2 separate regions of the Rattus norvegicus genome follow, and region 1 is linked to region 2. A link is a contact called in public Hi-C data. All regions are on one chromosome and are shown on one strand. The core of a region is the stretch at or near the end of the contact, and the rest is flanking DNA. Distances in the headings are between cores, read along the strand shown.

Region 1 (6,823 bases), core at 141-2,640, 74 kb after region 2:
CACACACACACACACACACACACACACACACGGGTATACACCCACAGGCACACACAAACACAGGCCCACACACAGAGAGACACACACATGTGCACAGGCCTACACAGAGAGAGAGACACACACACATGCACACACACGCACACCCACAGTCCCCCAACACATGCATGCAGCACACATACACACTCACACACACATACACATTCATGCACAGCCCTCCACATGCATATGCACCATGCACATGCACACACACTCTCACACACACATGCACACACACATATACTTTCGCACACATTTCTAATGTTGCAGACTGGTTAGTCCTCTAGAGGTTTGACTTCTCAGTGTCCCTTTTTGGTGGCCCCCTGAGACTCTCCAAGGATCTTTGGAGATCCTGCCTGTCCTCAGCTCCCTGGTATAGGGTCTGTAGTGGCCTGGGAGTCTCCATTTGGCTGCACGTGTGCCTGTGATTGTACACACCACTTCATATTGCACTGTCTCTGTCACCCCCCCTCCCCCACCCTCACCTGTGACCATCATGTCCTGTTCCTTCACAGACTGCCTGAGCCCCAAGGGCAGCAGCTGCCCTGTCCACATCTGCCAGGGCATTGCAACCTCGGATTCCTTTCTCCTCTACATCATTCTCCCCTCCAGCCTACTGTCTGGTAGGGCTGTCAATGTCTTCTCCTCTTCACTTCTGATCCCAGCCACCCTCGAATAAAGTCTGAGCTTTCCTCTACTTCCACACCTAACTCTATAGATAAATGGACCCCAGCCGAGGCCCTGTTATCCCTCTGGGCGTTTCTGTGGTCTCAAGATGCCTGCAGTGTTCTTCTTTCTTGCTTTTGCTTCTCCCTTCCTCCCTCCCTCCCCATCTCCTTCCCCATCTCCATCTCTGTGTGTTTCAGAGATATATTACCCTAGTCTCATCTCAGCGATACCCTGGCATCAGCCTAGGCATCTGTCAGCAGGAGATAAGGACGATTTCACAATGAGGATGGTCAGCCACTCTGGCAATCTTTCGCCCTCACTGCCTTCTGGGGCCTCCCAGATAAAGGGTGTTCTGCTATGTGAAGCAACCGCGGTATCTTCCCCCCCCCCCCCCCCAGATAGCTCACAGCCATGGTCCCCAAAGCATTCATTTAGGCACTGATGATATTTTCATTATTCGAAGCCTTCTTTTCATTACGCAGTGATGCCATTTAATTTTTATGTCCGTCTCTATGTTTGAGCTTAATCCTAATATACGAGGTTATTCAAATAATTAGCACAGCGACCGCTTGAAAGCGAGTGAGCTCAGTCTACCTTGCAGACACAAGCGAGCCTCGCACCATGTGTGGTGCCTCTTGGCTGCAGCTCTGGCGCAGTCCGTGTTGCAATGAACACGTTCACAGCCAAAACAAACCAAGGCAGGGTCAAGAGGCTGCCTGGGAGAGAGGGAAGAGGAGGGTTTTGTCCGGGTTTCTACTGTGAAAACACAACGGTAAAGGCTCCTCTCTGAAAACTGAAGGGAAGCACACAGCAGCCTAGCCAGACCCCATCCTTAGCAACCGCCTCTTCCGAGCTGTCCGGAGAGGGTGACTACACAAAATGTCTGTGCCAGCCCATCGCTTCATGTCAGAAGGCCCGGCCCTCCGTTAGGGGGGTGTTTAGCCTGTGTTAGGCAGGTTAAAACTGAGGCACAAGGAATTAGGTGAAGTGACTGTGCTCACAGGACGATGAATGAAAGGACCGGAGGTGAACCCTAGCTGGCTAGGCCCAGACTCAACGCTCACATCTGTGTAATAATTCACCCGAAAAACAGGGAGGGTTCAGCAGCAAACGTGCAAGCTGCTGCAAGTGTCTGTGCACCCCAGAGAGGCCCTTAAACCAGGAGTCTAAGAGAAGCATTATGGATGAAGAGGCCTACACAGAGTGCCTGCACCACGGCAGGCCTAAGAACATGATGGACTTAAAACAGTGGCTGGGGCTCTCTTTTGCTCTGCGAAATAGTTGGACAATCCTGTCTCTCAAAAGGAACTTTGTACCACTGCACTAGACAACATGTTATTCTAATTTGCAAAAATGACTTAACTACGAGTTTATCTGGTGCCGGTTTATGTGCCAAGCAGTGTGCAAGGAGAACTGGAAAACTCGATGCACACTTTGCATTCGACAGAGGCCTTACTTGCTGAGCAGAGCAGGCAGGACCTGAAGACAAAAGGTAACTATGGCTGGTTCAAACGCATGTCACATTTTGCAAGGTTAAGAGCTTAAAAGAAATAGGCAGCCTCCCGGAGAGAGACCATCCAATAGGCAGCCTCCCGGAGAGAGACCGTCCAATAGGCAGCCTCCCGGAGAGAGACAGTCCAATAGGCAGCCTCCCGGAGAGAGACCGTCCAATAGGCAGCCTTCCGGAGAGAGGCCGTCCAATAGGCAGCCTCCTAGAGAAAGACCGGTCAAGGCAGCCTTACAAAGCCTAGCTGCTTTGGCTGAAGGGTCTGCCTGGCCCAAATGCTTCCTTTCAGCTTTGGTGTTTAGCTTGGTGAAGGGAGGCTATCACTGATACAGAAATCATGCTAATAAGAAGGGCATGCTGCGTCCTCATGGCCTGTGCGTGGATTTGATGCTTAGAAGATGCTAGGTTAATTTGGTTAACAATCCCCGAACAAATCACCCGGTGGAGGGTTTGCATTCTGGGCATCTGTCCCCAGCTGAGGATAGTGAGGACCACTCTTCCACCCCCTCAGACCTGCCACCACCTCTCACACCAACTCTCATGGGAGACCCGAAAACAACACAAAGTAACTCAGGCTTCAGATGACATCCGGTGCCCCAGAAGCCGGCATAGCTTTGCCTCTGTGGAGTCCAGACCCGATTTTGCAAGCTTCGGTGCCACAAAATAGCTCTTCCATACCCTGTTCATCCGTCAGGCATTTTTTGATAAGAAATTGAAATAGTAAGTTGATTTGTCACAATAGTGATATTTTACGTGAACTCAGTGTAGTGAATTTCAAACTCTTAAACAGAGTAGGGGGCCTTAATGGAGCTTACAGAAACACCTTAGATAAAGTCCTTTGTAGACTAATAAAGAATTGTGACCTTTAGACTCTAAAAGTACACAAGAAATCAAATTTAAAAGTCATTTTAATTCATTCCGAAGGCCATCAGAAATGTCTAACAAAAATCATCACCTACAGTTATATACGTTCTATTCTCTATATAATGAGATTACTGTAGACTTCTAGGATATAAAGTGTCAAACCACCAACAATTTTGGAAAATATATTAAGCTTCCTTATGTTGTAAATGACAGTGCTAAATGCAATTTGCAAAGCTAAAATCATATCAAAACTGCAAGTGGCAATATTTCATCAAAATACATTTTTCTTTCTTTCTTAAAAGCAGAGGGATCCATCTGACCTCAGTTTATGTTTGAAGCTTTGCATGGTCATTATGAAAATAAACTATGAACTGTACTGGTTTCAGTGCCAACATACTGTCTCCCAGGATCACAAAATGAAATTTGTGTAAGTTAAATAAATTACAGGAATATTCTGTTTTAGAAAACACACACACACACACACACACACACACACACACACTATCATTGCTCTGCTGAAAGTTTTGCCAATTCGCTGATAGTGAAGGAGAAGTGACGTTATATATGGTTTGGGAAAAGTAAAAACGTGATGGTATTGACACAAACTTAAAATAGCCCCAAGTACCCACATATCTGCAGTCCGCACACTGCCTGATTTCCCCTCGGAGAAAGCCCTGGAGATCATGGCCATTTTGAAAGGCTCTAGAGTGACCAGAGCATTGCTTCACTTCAGAGTACCACACAAAACACTATCTATGAATTCCAATAAGTATGGTCTCTGAAGATGACTCCTCCAAGCTGCAGAACTCTTTATGGAGATTTTAGCCGGGATGATGGCATTCTTAAGTAATCTCGCCCCCAAGCAGTTCATTTTCAAGAATACACTTACATCACTAATTGTTCTCACTCAGAAAGCCATTTAATGCTCTGAGGTGCTCCGGCCCCTCCCCATTCCCCCTGCCTTTCAAAGTCTAGTTTGTCTTCTCACAGAAGGCTGTGCATGCTGCACCAGCCGTCAGAGGCAGCCCTGCTGCTCTTGTCCAAACAGGAACAGAGAGCCAGGAAGCAGCAAATGACTTCTTACCGAAGGAGACACATCACAGCGCAGTTCTAAAGGGGAAAATAGAGCACGTCAAGAACCAATGACTGATTGTGCAGGGCAGACATAATAAGTAGCAAGCTACTGGACAGACTCAGGAATCACAGGGCAGAAAGGAGTCCATCCTAAGGGGAAAAAATAAGTTCTCTAAACAGACACCTAGCAATTCAACAGAAGAAGAAGAAGAAGAAGAAGAAGAAGAAGAAGAAGAAGAAGAAGAAGAAGAGGAAGAGGAAGAGGAAGAGGAAGAGGAAGAGGAAGAGGAAGAGGAAGAGGAAGAGGAAGAGGAAGAAGAGGAAGAAGAGGAAGAGGAAGAGGAGGAAGAGGAGGAAGAGGAGGAAGAGGAGGGGGAGGAGGGGGAGGAGGGGGAGGAGGGGGAGGAGGGGGAGGAGGGGGAGGAGGGGGAGGAGGGGGAGGAGGGGGAGGAGGGGGAGGAGGGGAGGAGGGGAGGAGGGGGAGGAGGGGAGGAGGGGAGGAGGGGGAGAAGGAAGAAGAGGAAGAGGAAGAGGAGGAGGAAGAAGAAGAGGGAAAGAAAGAAAGGAAGAAAGGAAGGAAGGAAAGAAAGGAAAAGAGAAGAAAAGAAAAGAAAAAAAGAAAAAGGGAAGTCAGTCCTAAATGCAAGTCAACGTTTTCCACCCCAAAGAAATGACAGCCACTGAGCTTTGAGTGTTTTACGTGTTCGTATGCAAGTCTGAAGTTAAAAAAAAACCCAAATGGTTGATTTTTATTTTTATTTATTTATTTATTTTGAGCACTCAATCCTTGTGAGTAAGGAAAGACAGCTTGGGATGGTAAGAGCATGTGTGGAGACCACTGAAACCACTTCAGAGAAGGCCTTGGCTAGTTAGTTTTATAGACTTTTAAATGCTTTGTTTCCATTGTTTCTTAACACTCAACTGGGACATTAACACATTGAGTGAGAAAGTGGCACTAAGGTTCCCTCTCTCAGGAGTGTAGGAAAGCAACGTGCTGGTTAAAACTGGGTGTCACTGGCTTTCTGCCGCTCTGCTCCTTGACACAGGCAAGTAGCCTGTCCCTGCCAGCTCAGAACTGCACCTTCCGGAATCAAGCAACTGTGAGCTTGCTTTACTCTGCGCCCAGGAAAGCTGAGAGAGGCCAGAAGACATGGGGCCTCTGCAGGCCCACGGGGTCAGTGTACAAGACTCTGTCAATGCTACGTTGCTAGAGATTTTAGCATTTTTTAAAAACGAGATTTAAGTATTTTATATATGTGAGTACACACCAGAAGAGGGCAACGAATCCCATTACAGATGGTTGTGAACCAGTACATGGTGACTGGGAATTGAACTCAGAACCTCTGGAAAAGCAGCCAGTGCTCTTAACCCCTGAGCCATCTCAAGATTTTAGCATTTTATATGCCAGTAGCAGCTAAGTGAGAGCTTGGGTCAGTGGTTCCCGTGGCAACATGCTCGCACAGAAAGCATGGGGACTCCAGTTCGATCCCCAGAACCCACTGTTAAGGAACCGAATGTTGTGGTGAAGACTTACTGGTGGTAAGGGGGGCAGGGAGATTGGCAGATCCCTAGGGTTCATTGGCCATCCAGCCTTGTCTTATTGGCAAACTTCAGACTAATGAGAGAGCCTGTCTCAGAAAGTCAAAGGAGAAGGTGGATAGTGCCTGTAGAACAGCATCCATGGCTGTCCTCTGGTCTGAACATACATGTGACACATGTGCATGCATACATACACACATGCACACAAACATGTGTATACATATAATATACACATGCATATACACACATGTGTATACATAAAATATACACACATGCACATACACACATGCACATGTGTGTATACGCATATATGTGTACATGCACACACATGAATACATGCACACATGTGTGTACACACAAATATACACACATGCATGTATACACACACACACAGCTTTCTACACGTGTATACACACACAGAGCTTTCTCCCTGGTTCTGAAACTCAGAGAGCTACTCCCTTCCCATGGGGCTTATCTGCCTCTTGGGAATCATGACAAAACTCTGCTCAGGAAGGACTGTGGGGATGGAACTGCCCCCAGTTCTAGAGAAGGTGGTAGGAACCCTGTGGAGTAGCAGCAACTTTGGGGGCTATGACTTATTTTCAAAGCTCCATTTAAAAACAACTTCACAGTTATAGAGTCTGCTTTATCTCTGGTCCTGATTTCCCAGTTATCACTTTCCATTTGCTATCTTGTGAATGGTCGCACAGATGGTTGTCTCCTTCCTAACCACCCTAATGTATATTTCCCAAGAAGGATGCTCTCTTACATAAGACAGGTGCACTTATCAAAATCAGAAACAGGCCCTGATACGGCCGAGTCCTCTAACCACAGAGAGATGGCTTTCCAACCGTCCTTCTGACACATGTTCTCTGATCCTGCGGGTAGCTGTGTCTTCAGAAGAACCAGAAAAGCTCCCCACTCCTAGTCAGGGACTAGGAGTTGCCCAAATGGAAAGGGATTTTGCTCACACCATGGAAATGTCGATTATGAGCTGTCACTCAGCTCTCTCCTAGGACAACATCTGCTTCATTCCTCAGCCCACTCCTTTCTCAGAGCTACTGAAGACAAGGTTTTAAAGAGTTAAACATCTGCCAGAGAAGTCTGGGCTGACAGTTTTTCCCTTCCCGTCCC
Region 2 (7,395 bases), core at 1,336-3,835:
TACCTGCACACAAGTGTCTGGCCTCCATATGCCAGTGGAATCCACCAACAGAATGGCTGCCTATCTATGCAATAGAATATTATTCACAAAAGAGGAAATCCAGGAATATTTCATGCTACAACACGGATGGTCCTAGGTCACAATGACAAGTGAAAGAAGCCAGGCATGAAAGGACCATGTTTCATAGGACTCAGCTCACATGAAGTGCCTACCGTACTCTTTAAGAGACTAGGAGAGGACAGATCAATAGTTGCCGGGAGCCAGGGAAGGGAGTGTGAGAAGTGAGGGCTCATGGGTTTGAAGTTGTTTAGGGAGTGACAAATGTGTTCCAGAATAAGATACTACATTAGGTATTAATTCTGCGATCACTACACGACTAATCCCAAGCGTTTTTAAACTGTGTGTATGACTGTGTGAAGAAGGTGTCAGATCCCCTGGGACAGGAATTATAGACAGCAGTGAGCTGCCATGTGGGTGCTGGGAATTGAACCCGTGTTCTCTGGAAGAGCAGCCAGTGCTCTTAACTTCTGAGCCATCTCTCCAGCCCTGATTCTAAACTTTTAAAGATCATATTTCAATTTCAGTGTACATATATATGTATGTGTGTATATATATATATATTCATATATGTGTGTATGAGTGTGTGCATGTGTGTACATGCATGTGTACATGCATTTTCAGGAGTCGTTTCTGTCCTGGGACGGAACTGAGATTGTCAAATGTGTGTGTGTGTGTGTGTGTGTGTGTGTGTGTGTGTGTGTGTGTGTGTGCATGTGTGGGGGTCACAGGACATTTTTAGGAGTTGTTTCTGTCCTTCTACCACCTAGGTCCCTGGGATGGAACTCTGATTGTCAGCCTTAGCAGCAAGCTCCTTTAGCCACAGAGCCATCCCTTTGGTCCAAATAACTAATTCTAATTAAATTTAAAAACATATTAAAAGCCACTACCATGTATACTTTAAAAGGACAAATCATCAGAATGTGAATTGTGTCCAAGTAAATCAAAAAGCATGTCTCTGGGCTTGTTGGGAGACCTAAGGCAATCAGACACTACCCAAGAAGCCTCACCTTCCTGACAGTATCCAATGAGCACAGCATTGGGTGAGCCAACTAAGGAAGTGAGCTGACTGAGGAGACACCTGTGAGAGCCTCTGATTGGTTACAATTTCTGCTTTGGCCTTGGGGAAACTGTGGGTGAAAGGGTGTCATGGATCCTATGATCCTATTCTGAAGTCACCCACAGTTCTCCTGGCTCTAGAGCTTCCTCACACTGGGGCAGGGCTCCGACTCCCCAGAGTGACTTTTGTAGCCCCTATCCTGAGCACTCAGGCCTGTGGCCCTGATGCCTTCCAAAAGCTGTGTCATTGGATGGCTTTTCCCCCCTAACATCTGGACCTTCCTTTGTGGGCTCTCTCCTCTCACAGGCCCACAGAGGAGTCTACTTCCTATCCTTTCAAGCTGGTTAGAACCATGTGGCTAGTTCCTGCCAAACATTTCCAACTGGAGTTTTCTGACCTACAATTAATGATTTGTTTCAGTATTTCAGTACAGAGATCGTGCCTTAACATTCTGAAGGCCCAAGATCAGAGCAACCTGGATGCCTAGGTCAAGACACAAAGGACAATTCCCTGAAGAATCTTCCAAAGCCTTGGAGATAATTTACCTATGTGTGGTCAAGCCACCTGGCTGAAGATATGCTTGTTACACAGCGTAGCCAGCCCTACTGACTAATACATCTACTAAGGAAACAGCTTCCAGGCTGCGTTGGGGGGGGGGAGGGTAAAGGGGGGAAGACTGCATAGAGCCTTTTCTAGACTGTTCTGGCAGGAAAGCAAGTCTGAAAGGACAGCGATACTCTGTCTAAATGATAGCCTATTAATGGAGGAGGAAAAGGCAGGAGACTAGATTGATTATACTTCATATCAAATCTGCTTACGTTGTGTAAGCAATCAGTCGCCCATAGAAGCGAAACTGATGTTTTCATCATCAGATGTTGAACATTCAATGCATGTTCCTGGCATAATTAAGGAGCTTCTTGGACTGAGTAACTCCTTACCCTGAAGGTTTTTGTTTATAGGCTTTAAGCTTGCATATGTTACTGTATTGATTGTGAGTGTGTGTGTGTGTGTGTGTGTGTGTGTGTGTGTGTGTGTGTGTGTGTTATTTGTATATGTGTGCCCATGTGTCTGCAGGAGTGCCTGCTTGAGCATCATTCTCCTATGACGGCTGGAAGTTGACTCAGGACACCTCTACTCCACCACTCCCCATGTTAATTTTGAGACAGTCTGTCACTGAACTTGACTCTCATCCATTTGACTAGACAGACCGGTTGCTGTGTTCTAAGGACCCCATCTATGTCTCCTATGCTAGGATCTCAGACACCATTCAGATGGGCTTTTATATGGGTGTAGGGATCTGAACCCAGGTCCTTCTGTGCCCTCTAGGGAAGGCAAACTCAGGCCCTGATGGAGCAAGCTCCAGGCCCCTGAAAGTTTTTGCTTCTGAGCTTTGGGCCTTTAACAGTTTGAGTTTGAGGCATGCTACTCAAAAATAGCGTCTACCGCTGACGGAAGGCATGACCTTGGATGACCATTTATTTAGGTACCAGTGGGGCCAAGCTGTCCTGTGTCCTTTTAGGCCACAGTCCACATCGATTCCAGTCAACAGCCTGTTTTAAGAAAAACTTAGGCAAGAATTAAGAGAAAATCTGCTTTCCCTTGAGTAAACATGATAACCGACCGCTCCAGTGGGTAAATAATGCATTTTCTAAAAGCCTTTACAAATGGGTCCTTCTCCAGCAAGCTGCTTTTATAAACTCCCGTTCTTCCTAAGACCCACGTCCTTATGAAACACCACGGCTCAAAAAGGACAGACAACCCTACGGCCCTGGGGATTCTCTTTCTTCTGGATCTTTCCCACTTTCTTTCAACAAAGAAATGTATTTTCCTCTCTTCAGTAAGAGAAAAAAACAATCTTTCTTGAAATATGATCCCCTCCGATAAATAATGTCAGTAAAAGTAAGTGGGAAGTGGGGGGAGAGCGCGGGCCCTCGGTGAGGGGCACAGCACTTTTCTAATTGGAAAATGCTAAAAGGGAGTTTTCCTTGGAGGCCTCCCATCTGACTTCAGACCAAACAAAACAGTGATCTGCCTGTGAGAGCTGAGGTCTTCATTCTTCTTGTTAAAGGGAAATGAGCAGAAGATGAAAAGATGGAGGTCTGAAACTATGCGCACAGCATCATGGGAGTGGGCGTGTCCTCTGCAGGGGTGGAAGGTAGTGGCCCCCTGCAGGTATTCAGAAGGTAACCTCACCTACTCAACCCTATAGGGTGCCAAGCCTCCCACTTAGAGGTCCTGGTGAAACACCCAGCAACCTCCAACCCCTGTTTTTCTTCTTTCTGCTTGTGTTGAAAACCTTCAGCTTTTCTATGCTAAAAGGTTGCTTTCTGAGCTCTTCAAGTTCCGGGGTTTAAGTAAGCACCTGCTGCAGGATGCTTTGCTGATGGGTTTAAAAGCCAAGCCATCTGTAGCTCAGGGCCTACTGGCTCTCAAGGTTCTGTTATGAGCTCCATCAGCAAAATCAGACACTGCTGTCTCTTTAAACGTCTTTCTCTTCCTGAACGAAGGGCAGCCATTCTACAGGGTTTAGTCAGTATTAAAGAATACATACGCAACTCTATGTAACAACAATTGATGAGGAAAGAGGTCATGAATTTGAAAGTGGACAAGGAGGAGTAAAGGGGAAGAGTTGGAGGGAGGACAGGTAAGGGGGAAATAGAGCAAAAGAAACGAGGTAGTAGTTAAAGAAAACTACTAACTTTTTGTTGGTTGTGATGATTCTTGTGTGACTATGTATGATTAACTATTTCCTTTACATGTTAAGGTGTGTGTATATGCATGTGTCTCTATGCAAGTTTGTGCATGAGCACAATCACCCACAGAGACCAGAAGAGGGTGACTGATCCCCTTGGGCTGAAGTTTCAGGCAGTTATGAGCAGCAACGAGGGTGCCAGAGAAGGAACTCGAGGCCTCTGTAGATCAGAAGCTCTTAACTTTAAACCATGAAAGGTCTGACTGATGAACCAAGTCAGGGGGACCTTCTGAGCTCTCTGCACCTGGTCACTCAGATCCTCAGTCGCCAATCGGCACTGGAGTCATCTTGCATCGAAGCAATGGCTCTTGGGTGGAATGTTGTCCCTGGCAGGAGAACGTTGGCCGTGTCTAGGAAACTCAGTTGCCACAGATTGAGGACAGAATATGCTCTGGGCTCCTTGTGTGTAGAGAGCAGAAATGCAACAAAATATTCTAAGTGCACAGCATGGGGAACCCTGCAGGAAGAGGGTGTAGTACTAAGGTGAGAAGGCGTACGTTAGAGGCAACCCACAGTCAGGAAGGTTCTGGAATCAGTCAGCCAAACTCAGCTATGAAAGCCAGACATTCCTGACAGGAAACATCTCTGTCCTATCCCTTTGACCGTATGTGATTTATAGAGAGCTGTTTCCAACCCGGGACGTTATTATGAAATTCTGAACTACTGTGAGTGGGACAGGGCCTTTCCTGTATGTATGGGCATGTGCCAGCAACCGTCTTTAACTCCTTTCTAAGGGGGTCTCAGGACATGTCTCTCCCTTTCTGCCCACAGACTGGACAATGGTTATCTTCCTCACATACCAAACTCCAGACCACAAGTCAGTCATCAGAGTCAGAGAACTGCCTTCACCTACACAGAATGCTGCAGACCGTGGGGAAGAGGACATGGAAGGAATTCATAGCTGCTAACAGCCTGAGCCTTCCTGTTCAGTCACAAAACATTACAAGGGCAGAACAAAAAAACCTCTGCACAGATTTCCTCACTCTTGGTGAACAGGGCTGTCTCTAAGGGAGAGTGACCAATCCAGTGCTCGCCATGCACTTGGACAGCAGCCTAGAATGTCTCTCAAAAGATCTTAAGCATTTAATAGTGTCTCCATCAAGCCCATATCAGGCATCCCAGTTACAAAGATGGAGGGACCTGTGCTCTCAGGGGTAGACTTAGTCATCAGCAAGAGTTTCCATAAAACTGTCATCTTCTCCTTTTTAAAAATGTGTGTGTGTGTGCATGTGTGTGCACATGTATGTATATGTATGTGTATCTGTGTATGAATATGTGTGCATGTGTGTGTGTTCATGACTGTGCATGAGTGTGTATACATGTGTGTGCATGTGTATGTGTGTGCATCAATGTGTGTGTGCTCATGTGTTTGTATATATGTGAAGGTACATGTGTGTGCATGTGTGTATATGCATGTTTGTGTGTGCACAAATACATTCATGTACACATGTACGCTCATGTTTCTAGGTGTTGAAAGAGGGCATCAGACCCTTGGAAAAGGATGTCTGGGCTTTGAGCCTCCCAAAGTGGTGATGGGAACCAAACTTGGGTCTTTTTAAAGAGCAGCGAGTCCTCTTAACTGTCGAGCCATCTCTCCAGCCCCCACATCTAGCTACTGTATCTTCCAAGGTCCAGGTAAAGTAGATAAATTCCCAAATCAAGAAAAGAAATCATGGTACAATATGAGCAGTAGTAATTTAAGCTGTTCTTAACGTAAGACACATAAGAAATGTGTGTGGAAAGGAGGTGTAAGGTTGGGGGAAATTTAAACTGATGTTTTATTAATTTGGAATTTTCCTGCCTCATTCCTGGTAGGGTATGATATCAGCCCCACCAACCAGAGCAGAAAAGAACGAGTGGTTCTTTTTATAGTGAGCAAAGGTCATAAGAAAACTATGTGACTATCCTCAGGAGATGCTAAAGAGAGAAACCAAACCAAACAAGGCAGGTTGAAAAGTCATTAATGTCACCATGGAAGGGTGGGTAGGGAAGACACAGAACACTGACACAGCCACATTCGGATTCCTGCCCTGAACACCGCCACATCCGAACCCGGATTCCTGCCCTGCACTGTTACAGCAGATACTTTATCGTCCTCAGTGAGGAGAAAGGACGGGTGCTTTGGTTCGATGGCTCCGGAACTGTCAGAGAGGAGCTAAATAAATGAATATTTCAGCAAAGTATTTTTATCTCTTCCTAGTACAGCCAAGTGACTGGTCAATTATCTTCAATAGATTTGGGTTCTAAAAGCTGTGTGTGAGAAAGGATGGCCAAAGCAGGAGCCAGCGTTTGGGCCAGAGTGTCTAGAAAACACTCAGTGATTTTCAAGCGTCTGTGCGTCTTGGTGGCCAGGATGGGGACCTGTCATATGGACTGTAACTGCAATATTCTGGACCTGTTAGTTCTGAGTCACATTTGCAGGGCAGTGTTCATGGGAAAAGGGGGCGAAAGCCTCATGCTTGCCCCCACCAGGGTACCTAAGAATATCCTAATGTGTTCCGAGCCTACAGAGTATGGTCATTGAGGGTGAGACACGATGTAACCAGCATGGAGAGACAAGCTGGGAGTGGATAAAGGGGTGACAAGGCTATGCTTTGGATTATTCCTGGGCTCGGCTTGGGGTTCAGAGATGGAGGCAGATACTCATGAAGTACCAGAAAATGGCATCTTCGTAGATAGACAGCTGTTGGGGGGAAAGATGAGGTCACAGTCTGGGGTTACAGCCGCTTCAGTTGAAGGGTGGACCATATTGCAAGAGGCGTGGCTACTATCTGGAATAAGAAGGCTCGAACTAACTGAGCTTTCACTGTAATCTGATGGCACTTGCTTGTGGGTTGTGGACACAGCTTGCCCTGCTCTGAATGCTACGCCATGCCAGTAAAGACGAAGTGAAACCCACCAGACTGTTTGGGACAGCCGAGAAGGCATATTCCCCATATCAGCCATTATGATTTTCCCACAAGGACCAACCCTTCAAGATGATCCACATGGCCCCAGAGATTCTCAGGGCTCCCAAAACTCCACCTTTGGGTCGACGTTACACCCTGTGGACATCATCCTAGTTTATTTTAAGTCTGATCATCTAGATGTCTTACTTTGGGTCCTATTATTGAGCAAAAGGAATTTGGGGAGGAAAGGGTTTATTTTATCCTACACATTCAGGGAAGTAAGGCTAGAAACTCAAGGCAGAAGGCAGAAAATGATACAGGACTCATGGAGGGACAATGTTTAGTAGGTTGCCTGCTTCCTCATGTCATCCAGGGCCACCTGCCTCGAGGTGGCAGTACCCACAACTGGCTAGGCCCTCCCACATCAACAATCAATCAAGAAGATGCACCATAGCCTTGTCCACTGGCCAATCTTGGCTTGACCTCAATTGAGGCGTCTTCTTCCCAAATGACTCTATCTTGGGTCAAGTTGATGTAAAACTATCCAGCACATTCCATAACTTAAGGTTGCAGCCAAAACTTGACTTTTACGATAAGGAAGGTCGGATCTTAGTTCAAATCCTGCCTCCTCCAATTGC

What was found. A called contact is a pair of places that touch in the nucleus more often than the background predicts.
Region 1: a Hi-C map of liver shows a contact between it and region 2, with 2.0 times the contacts expected there. The contact joins two enhancer-like sites. A contact is called at or near these places in 3 of 12 Hi-C or Micro-C datasets (kidney and liver).

The regions. Positions count from the first base shown.
Region 1 is chr11:45,885,446-45,892,268 of GRCr8, forward strand. No RefSeq gene overlaps it. Among named protein-coding and RNA genes, the nearest start is that of Mir802, 220 kb to the right of the region's middle. Within about 2 kb of position 1,391, at least 7 of the 93 cell types and tissues checked have an H3K27ac peak or open chromatin away from gene starts, as enhancers often do. A contact at or near this core is called in liver, where this site is marked.
Region 2 is chr11:45,810,481-45,817,875 of GRCr8, forward strand. No RefSeq gene overlaps it. Among named protein-coding and RNA genes, the nearest start is that of Mir802, 300 kb to the right of the region's middle. Within about 2 kb of position 2,586, at least 3 of the 93 cell types and tissues checked have an H3K27ac peak or open chromatin away from gene starts, as enhancers often do. A contact at or near this core is called in liver, where this site is marked.